Linked DNA regions of Sus scrofa: region 2 is linked to region 1. The links are chromatin contacts, called in public Hi-C maps. All regions are on one chromosome and are shown on one strand. Each heading gives the region's core, a stretch centred on a gene start, on an enhancer-like site or on the middle of the called end of the contact. The rest is flanking DNA. Distances are from core to core; before and after follow the strand shown. Region 1 overlaps PTPRR (receptor-type tyrosine-protein phosphatase R). Region 2 overlaps PTPRR (receptor-type tyrosine-protein phosphatase R).

Evidence for each region. Hi-C and Micro-C count contacts between places; a contact is called where the count stands out from the background.
Region 2: a contact with region 1 is called in a Hi-C map of skeletal muscle, with 4 times the contacts expected there. The contact joins two enhancer-like sites. A contact is called at or near these places in 11 of 47 Hi-C or Micro-C datasets (adipocytes, embryonic fibroblasts, heart right ventricle and 6 more) and 1 of 2 datasets of contacts at active chromatin or transcription factors (skeletal muscle).

The regions. Positions count from the first base shown.
Region 1 is chr5:34,815,931-34,820,267 of Sscrofa11.1, reverse strand. PTPRR (receptor-type tyrosine-protein phosphatase R) reads left to right here. Exons shown (of 16, transcript XM_021091990.1): 13 at 331-441; 14 at 2,051-2,208. Among named protein-coding and RNA genes, the nearest start is that of PTPRB, 23 kb to the right of the region's middle. Within about 2 kb of position 2,152, at least 13 of the 83 cell types and tissues checked have an H3K27ac peak or open chromatin away from gene starts, as enhancers often do. A contact at or near this core is called in retroperitoneal adipose tissue and skeletal muscle, where this site is marked.
Region 2 is chr5:34,862,927-34,867,418 of Sscrofa11.1, reverse strand. All of the region lies in intron 6 of PTPRR (receptor-type tyrosine-protein phosphatase R), which reads left to right. Among named protein-coding and RNA genes, the nearest start is that of PTPRB, 70 kb to the right of the region's middle. Within about 2 kb of position 2,333, at least 7 of the 83 cell types and tissues checked have an H3K27ac peak or open chromatin away from gene starts, as enhancers often do. A contact at or near this core is called in retroperitoneal adipose tissue and skeletal muscle, where this site is marked.

The sequences.
Region 1 (4,337 bases), core at 903-3,402:
CCTACGCCAGAGCCACAGCAACGCAGGATCCGAGCCGCGTCTGCAACCTACACCACAGCTCACGACAACGACACTGAGCAAGGGCAGGGACCGAACCCCGCAACCTCATGGTTCATAGTCGGATTCGTTAACCACTGCGCCACGATGGGAACTCCATAGCTTACCTATTTAAAGTGGTTCTGTGGTTTTAGCACATTTACAGAGCTGTAAAAATTGACACTTGATTTTTTAAATTAATTAAATAGACATTTTTGAGATGCCTGAATGAAAAATACTTCAAAGCCAGTGAAAACCATGAATATTTGCTGTGTTCTTCTGTCCCTCCTCCAGAAATGTGTGCTTTACTGGCCAGAAAAAAGAGGAATATATGGGAAAGTTGAGGTTCTGGTTATCAACGTCAAAGAATGTGATAACTATACTGTTCGAAATCTTGTCTTAAAGGTAAGACTACTCAGCTGTGGTCATCTACACAGCAAACTGTTAGAGGATTACATCTCTACTTGTAAATTTTTTATCCTAATAAGTATTTCAGACTCCATTGAAACGAATCAAAGAATGTCAAGATCAAAGAGAAATTATAATCACTCCCTTATGTATTTCTTTGTTGTCAGCTACTATTAGTATGTGGAATAATTAAATTAATATAAGTAGACTTTAAGGAAATTCACTACGTAGGAGTGCGATCTTCTAATTTGCATAAATATTACATCTCTGATTTAACCCGTTGAGCACCTTTAACCAAAGGCTTCTGCTGGAGGCACGATCATGACTTTTTTTTAATGTCACTTTGGGCTGAGCAGATTTAAGTAAGTCCTGGAAACTGTGAAAGGGAAAATCTGCGCTGGTGGGTGGCTGTGGGAGGCAAGAAGAGCCTGAAGTGTTGATGAGATCTTCCAAAACTCGGAGTTACAGTCATTTATAGGGACTTTCCCGGACCAGATTATGTCATAGAAAAGTTATCTGACTTAAATTACGGGCTGCAGATGCTGAGGGACGTTGCCATGGGATTGTTTTCACTTCTAGAGAGCAATCATCTAAAAGGTTCCAGTTCTATCTCAGGACAGCATCAGTGTGGAACAGAATCACAGCAGAGAGAGAGAGTAGGGCAGAGCTGCACTGACGGGTTCTAATGGGAGGTTCAGGGCAGAAAGGCACTGGCAGAAACCTGTTCTTCAACACGTGTTCTCGAATGCTGAGCGCCTCGTCCATGCCAGGACCCTGACTGGACACTGGGTTTTGAGAGGATGTGCATGGAACGCCCACTCAAAGCCATTTCTTTTTTCTTTTTCTTTTCTTTTTTTTGGGGGGGGGCCTTTTAGGGCCACACCTGCAGCATATGGAAGTTCCCAGGCTAGGGGTTGAATCGGAGCTACAGCTACTCGCCTTTGCCACAGCCACAGCAAGGCAGGATCTGAGCCTCGTCTGCTCACAGCAATGCCAGATCCTTAGCCGACTGAGCGAGGCCAGGGATCGAACCCGCAACCTCATGGTTACTAGTCAGATTCGTTTTCACTGCACCATGATGGGAACTCCTCCGAGCCATGTCTAATCTGGTGATCCCTTGTCCCTCCTTTACTCTAGGGATTCCTCACCACTGTTGAAAACTGGAATTTGGGATGCGTGTAGAATTATTATCATGATTGAACATAAAATTAAGTGTTCTTATATTGGTTAATATGTTTATAATCACCTGTCAGGAATATTCAAAGAGCAGGAAACACTGTATCCCAATTCTTTCTTGACTCTATTTTCATCTACCATTATGTTTATTCTAACAAATGACAAACATATATTGAGCATATATGTTACATACATTTTCTATACCAAATAGGTATTTCTCATTTAATAGAAGCAAGACTGTCAGACTTTGACATCGGCGTAAAATGTTCTCAGGGTGAAAGAGTCTTCTGCAAAAATCCCCTAGATTCTTTTCCACCTAGAAATAAGTTGCCAGCAAGATGGGCGTGATAGGAGGCGATTCAGTCTTGTGGTTTGGATGACTTGTAGTTCTACATGTAATGAAGCCTTTGGTGGCTGTTGCTATTTTCAGCAAGGAAGTCACACCCAACATGTGAAGCATTACTGGTACACTTCATGGCCGGATCACAAGACTCCGGACAGTGCCCAGCCCCTTCTACAGCTCATGCTGGATGTGGAAGAAGACAGACTCGCCTCCGCGGGCCGAGGGCCTGTGATTGTCCACTGCAGGTAAGCGATGAACTGTCCTTTCTGCCTGAGCAGCTGTCCATCCTTTGTAAAGTCCTAGAGCAGGTGGAAGTTGGATTTCGCTTCCTGATTCTGACTTGGCTGATAAGTCTGTCTCAAAACTGGTTAACTTCCTGATATTTGACTCTTGACCAGGATGATACTTAACAGAAATGAAGTGACGTTAACAGTGTATTTTCAGCAAACAATCCCACAGGGGAGCACATATCACTTCTAATTAACAGCTCAGGAAACAGGAGACCTTGTTCTTTCAGTTCTCTGCCTTGACACATAGCTTGATTCATTTCACCTCATTCGTCTCATACGTGATAGGAATGATACATGTTTTTTTGAAATTATCAATAGCTTTTTTGTTGTTTCAAGATGCACCTGAACTTTTCTCAGATTGTGTCCTGATAGCATTTATTATTAGGTCAAATTTGGTGAAAACCAGACAACTAGTCTCAAAGTTACCTCATGAAAAACAGATGGAAATAAATTTATGAACTGGGAAGTGGGCAACTGGTAATTCGCCAAGAGGAAAACAAAGTGCTAGTACTGGAACGCAGGGTACTGGCTGACAAAAGTGACAGATGTCCGTGGTGGCTCCCTTCCCTAATGTCTAGCTTAAGGTGTCCCCTGTAACGTACACCTCTTCCTTGTTTTCCTGTTAGTGTGCCCAACCTAAAGCACATATTTTAAAGTTATTTCTACAACTGGACATTAATTTTCCATACTTTCTCAAAATTGTTTGTTATTTTACTTAACTTCCTAAGTCTTGTAAGATAGCTTTGGATGATATTTTTAATAAAAAAGTCATTATTTTATATTACAATTTTAGCTTTCTTTTGAACCTTTATGATTTAAGAGTAAAATTTATTCTATGTCTCTCTCCAAGGTGTCATTATCTAGTTTTGAACGTTAGGCCTTACCCTACACTTAGCTTGGGGCTGAAGAAAAATACTTAATTGGCCATACTTTAGGGCTAAAACTGTCCCCCACCCCAAATCATAAAACAGTCAGGATATCTAAAATGAACTAACCATTTCCCCCATAAAACCAGCTCCCCTTCTGATTGCTATTTCTAAGAATGAGACCATCTTTTTTTCCAGGCATTCAGTTATCTTTGGCCCTTCTCTCAACTCCAGAGTCGGTATCTAATCAGTCACCAGATTGGCTTTCCCTTCAAAGCTTCTCCCATAATCCTCACTTCCTGCCCCACCACCCAAGTTCAGGCCCTTATGACCTCATCCATGTATTTTAGAAGTAGTCGGCTAATTGCACATACACACCCTGCTTCCCCACCTCCACCTCCACTATGGCCTACTCTGTGCACTCCTCTTAGATGATGTTCCTAAAACCCTCTTTCATCACCTGCACTCTCTGCTCAAAACTTCTCAAAGGCTTCCCATTGCCTAGAGCAGAAATTCTTAACCTTGGATCTGTGGACTAGCTACAGGGCCAGTGACCTCCTAGAAATGACTTGAACAGATTTGGGTCCATTAAATTAGGTGAGTTTCCTGGTGAGTGAAAACTCATTGTTTCCATCAAATGCTCAAAAAATAGGAATTCCCTTCGTGGCTCAGGGGTTAAATGAACCTGACTAGGATCCATGAGGATGCAGGTTCAATCCCTGGCCTCGCTCAGTGGATTAAGGACCCAGCTTTGCCGGGAGCTGTGGCGTAGGTCACAGACACAGCTCGGTCCCATGTTGCTGTGGCTGTGGCGTAGGCCAGCAGCTGCATCTCCAGTTCGACCCACAGTCTGGGAACCTCCATATGCCAGGGGTGCAGACCTAAAAAGCAAAAAAAAAAAAAAATTCTCAAAAAATAAAAAAGCTCCATTCTTTTAGAGGATGAAGGCCAAACCCCTTAGCTATAGGCCCCACTGTACCTTCCCAATTGTTTTGTTTGTTTGTTTTTTGTTGTTGTTGTTGTTTTCTTTTTAGAGTCACGCCTGCAGCATGGGGAAGTTTCCAAGCTAGGGGTCAGATCAGAGCGACAGCTGCAGGCCTACGCCACAGTGACACATTTGTGATCTACAACACAGCAAAGCCAGATCTTTAACCCACTGAGTGAAGCCAGGGATCAAACCCATATCCTCACAGACATATCCACTGAGCCACAACAGGA
Region 2 (4,492 bases), core at 1,084-3,583, 47 kb before region 1:
CAAAATAAAATGTATGTCTGATGTTGTCAGGTCCGGTGATGGTAAAGAGACATGTACAAGAAATGCCTTTTTTTTTTTTTCTGTATAAGAAGACGAAGGAAGGTAAAAATGCAGGAAGGTGAGATTAAGATAAACCTAAAAAGGGCAGGTATTGTCGGACCGGATAGGCTTTTCCTGTTCCTAAAATGTCTTGTGTTCTTACACAGGAAAAGCATTCTTATTCACCCAAGGCATTTGCAAGTCCTCTGTGCGAGACCTAAAAGTACCCCGGTTGTGGTGGGAAGAAAGCAGGAAAGAAGTGGGTGGGAGAGGAAGTGTCCGTGGTGGGTCCATAACCAGGACAAGTTTCCCAAAGGGTAGAAAGTCATCCATGCCCCCTTTATTTTGAGAACAAACTCTGCTAGTTTGTTCTTTCATAATACGTTCCACACCCAAAATTGGGTACATTTAAAACTGGGGTTGACTCAGGCCGTAGGGTCGCCACAGAATTGACGCTTGCTTAGAGTGTGCTGCCCTTGCTAATAAACCCTGTCGGACTCCAATATCTTCCAATGTGCTTCCCAAACATTTCTTTCCTAAATGTGTTAGTAGGGGTAATGTTGATCCATGTAGTTTCCTTTTTCACTCAGGTATCTTCCATAGAGAGCCTAGGTCTGTAAAATAAAAATGAAAAGCTAGAAGCATTTGTGCATGTTTTGAATCCTAACCATTCTGCAGAGCCGTCATCCAGGTTTTAACGATAGCCAAGTAGGAAGAAAACCCAAGATGTTAAATAAGAGTTTTTAAACACTTGCCGAGGCCCTCTATGAAATCTGAGCGACCCCATGTTGAATCCTGAAGCAAACCTAAGATGTATTTGAAAAGCATTTACTATTCTCTCCCCTGCCTTTCTTATTCCTTCCCCTTTTGATACCTTTTTGATACATATGACAGGCTGTTTGAACAGGAACAGTCTGTTGTGTGTCTGCTTTTCTTTCCACCTGCAGCCCCATCAACAGTGGGAAGGAGTGTGCCCGAGGGGGGTGGCTGCCCACAGTAGTGGTGGGTGCCCCTTATCAGGTGCTAGCCCAGGAGAGAGGCGTATCCACTCCTGGGCAGCTGTGTTACTATGAGCAGTGCTGACTGACTCTGACTGTAATCAAAACTGTTCCCTTGGTCCTTTAGCATCATTTCTAACCTACTAAGCTAAGAGTTTTACGACATTTGGCAGTAGTGTGTGTGTAAGAGCTTTTGCAAGGCATCCAAGCAAGAGAGATTACAATGGGTAAATATCTGCAAATGCATTTCTTTCAGGGACTTGTGGCAAGTGCACTTCTCTGGATGATCTTGTTTATATAACACATGCACGTTAAGTAACTAATCCTCTCTTGGCTTGCTTAGAATAGAAATCACTGCTGTAAGGGAGTGACTCTCTGCATAGGCAAACTCTATCCAGTGAAGAACTCAATCTCAGCTTTAATCTGAACCCAGATAGAAAAAAAAATTATATATATATATATATATATATATAGTTGATTCAAGGACAAGGGGGTGGGGGAAACAAGATCATTTATTGGGCACATTTAAATACAGATAACATTTCATGGTGTAGTATTAATACTAATAAGAAAAATGACCCCAAAACTAGAAAAGCCTGAATATGACTCTGCCAGCACTTAAGATTTGTTGAGCAGCTATTATGTGCCAGGTACTGTACAAGAGGCATATCAACTATGTAATATTATTTCCTCCTCATAACCTTCTCAGGGAGGTATATTTTATAATCTCAACTTTAACAATGTGAAACTGAGACACAGACACTTAAGTAAATGTCATAGAGCCCACAAGCTCCAGAGACAGGATTGAGCCCAGGTCTGCTACCACCAAGCTCATGCTCATTCCTATTTCCTGCCTCATCTGATGCCCAGTCTTCTGTTTGGGCCTTTTCTTTTTTCATGATTGGACCCTATTCAATTTTGTCAGTGGAAAAATAGAAGCATTCTAAAATAAACGCGTTTGTTTCGCCTAACCCTCATAAACCATCCCACTTGGAGAAGAGCCGGTGATGCCGCTTTCCACCCCTAGGTGGCACCTGTATGCTACAAACAAACTGAAGAAAATTCAGGATCGGTAGCAAATTGGGCTCTTGCTTTTGTTCAAAGGACATTTAAGCAATTCGTTTCTCTGTCCTCAAAAATCCTTCTTGAGATATATGTTGCCCTTTTAAGATTTAGAGCCAAGTCAAATCAACAAGGAAAGAGCCATGTAATGATCCTAAAGCTGTCAAGGGAGTCCCAGAATCCTTCCTTTCCTGAGGTACCTCATTACCTATAGCAGGCAGTCCCTGCACCGATGCTGGCTGCTGCATTGGTTCACATAGCAAATGCATTCAGCGGGGTTTCCCAGCTGCAGTGTCCATGACCTTTAGAAGATTTTCGTCTGATATTAATCAGAAGGTTTTTATTTCTTCTTTGTTAGCCCTGATAAAGATTTATGGTTTATGGAAGCAATGCAATTTATGTGCTTACGCCTTTGCAGTTTTCACTTTAAAAAAAAGAAAAGCGGTGTTGCTCTCTTGCTCCCCACCCTAACAAAAACAATAATGCAGGAGTTCCCTTCGTGGCTCAGGGGTTAAGGATCCCGACTAGAATCCATGAGGATGCGGGTTCCATCCCTGGCCTCCCTTAGTGGGTTAAGGATGCCGCATTGCCGTGAGCTGTGGTGTAGGTCACAGACGTCTCGGATCGCGCGTTGCTGTGACTGTGGTGCAGGCCGCCCGCTGTAGCTCCTACTCCACATGCCACGGGTGTGGCTCTTAAATAGCCAAACAAACAAACAAAACAAAACAAAACAAAAACCCCTAATAATGCAGTTTAATCAGGCGGTTTTATAAGACTCCTCAGAATTTGCATTTAAAAGGGATATCTGTGCCAACGCACCGTTTCGCTGTGGAAATGATCCGCAGGAAAAGGTGGGGGGTGGGGAGCCTTGCGAATTTCGCCTTCGTGAACCCTGGATTCCCGTAATGCTACAGGCCTTATCGAGGACAGTCCAGGAGTGAATTGGCAGTACATTAGAAAGCATGATTATAAGAGGGAAAGCTGAAATGGCCCTCGTGTCAGCTGTTTTCCTCCACAGGATACTGGGTGATTCCTGTCCCAACCAGATACTGATTACTTAAAGCTTAGCCCAAGAGTTCTTGTCACAAACGGTTTCCGTAGTGTATTTTGACTTGCTGAGGTCTGAATAACTTTTGGAATTTGTTAGGTGTGGACCTGAACTCCAGGAACAGATTGTCTTAAGTGCTCCGTTTTTATCTCCTTCTCGGTTCTCCGTCCTCGGCTGACATGGGGAATTATTGGTGGGAAAGGCATGCATTGATAATTCAGGCAAATTAAGATTTTAAACAGTTCAAAGGACTTCAGATTGTTTTTATACAATATTTCAAACAAATGCAAGCTGCTATCAGTGTTTCAATCTACAAAAATGTGTTCTATTTCTCCGTTATAATTGCATTGTTAATCTTTTATAATTATTTCACCTTATCTGTAAAATTCAAATTCAAACTCTAAATTGCTGAAGACTCTTTAGAGTGAATAAATTTTCTTCACATGAAATACGATTAATGTAACATCCAACTTTTCAAAATATTTTATCGAATGTTCAACCCAGAATGGTAAGACATGAAAAGGGAGTATGTTTGTACATAAAGCAGTGGACTATGAAGTTTGAAGGTTTTATTTAACCTTTTTAGATATAGAACTCCCAGTGTTAAGGTTTATATATAGCACTGACCAAGTTTCCCACAGTCAAGAGATAATTCCAAATACTACAAATAGTGTAATATTCAAATCATAGTTACAGATATTCTAAAACTCATTTCATCCTGAATCAGATCACTTAAAAGACTTTCTAAATACTCTAAAAAGAAGTATTTTTATTTTTCATTCCTTAACGTGGATCCCTATGCATGCCAGAAATCAGGAAGCACTATTATAGGAAAATCAATTTTATATTATTAGGTTATTAGTTTTATATTAAGGTATAAGTTTTATATTACTGCTATCAGATTTTATATTATAATTGTTTGGTACACAGTAAAAGCAAATACTATTTTTTCCCTTTGGAATCAATGAAAAAACATTATAATAAAAATAAGAAGCAGTTCATTTCTAGTCAGTCGTAAAAATCTCTGGGTACTTACTTCTTATTTCCCTTCTCACGTCTACAAATCTCTGACATACACAGAAGAGATGCACAGATGCATGGAAGAATTGAAATTAGGTCAATTATGTTCCACCCTGGTAGTGTTGGCAGGCTTTCTCTGTATATGGGACATGTCCTGTATTTAATGATTTTGCCCTGGCATCCTGTATTGACTTTGTCAGGACACCCTAAATGTCCCGTATGCCGTTCTTTCCATTAAATTCTAAAAAAGTGGCAGTTAAAGCTATTTTTCAAGTCTAACTAGGGGACCAGTGTTTTTTATTCGCTAAATCTGATGACCCTACAC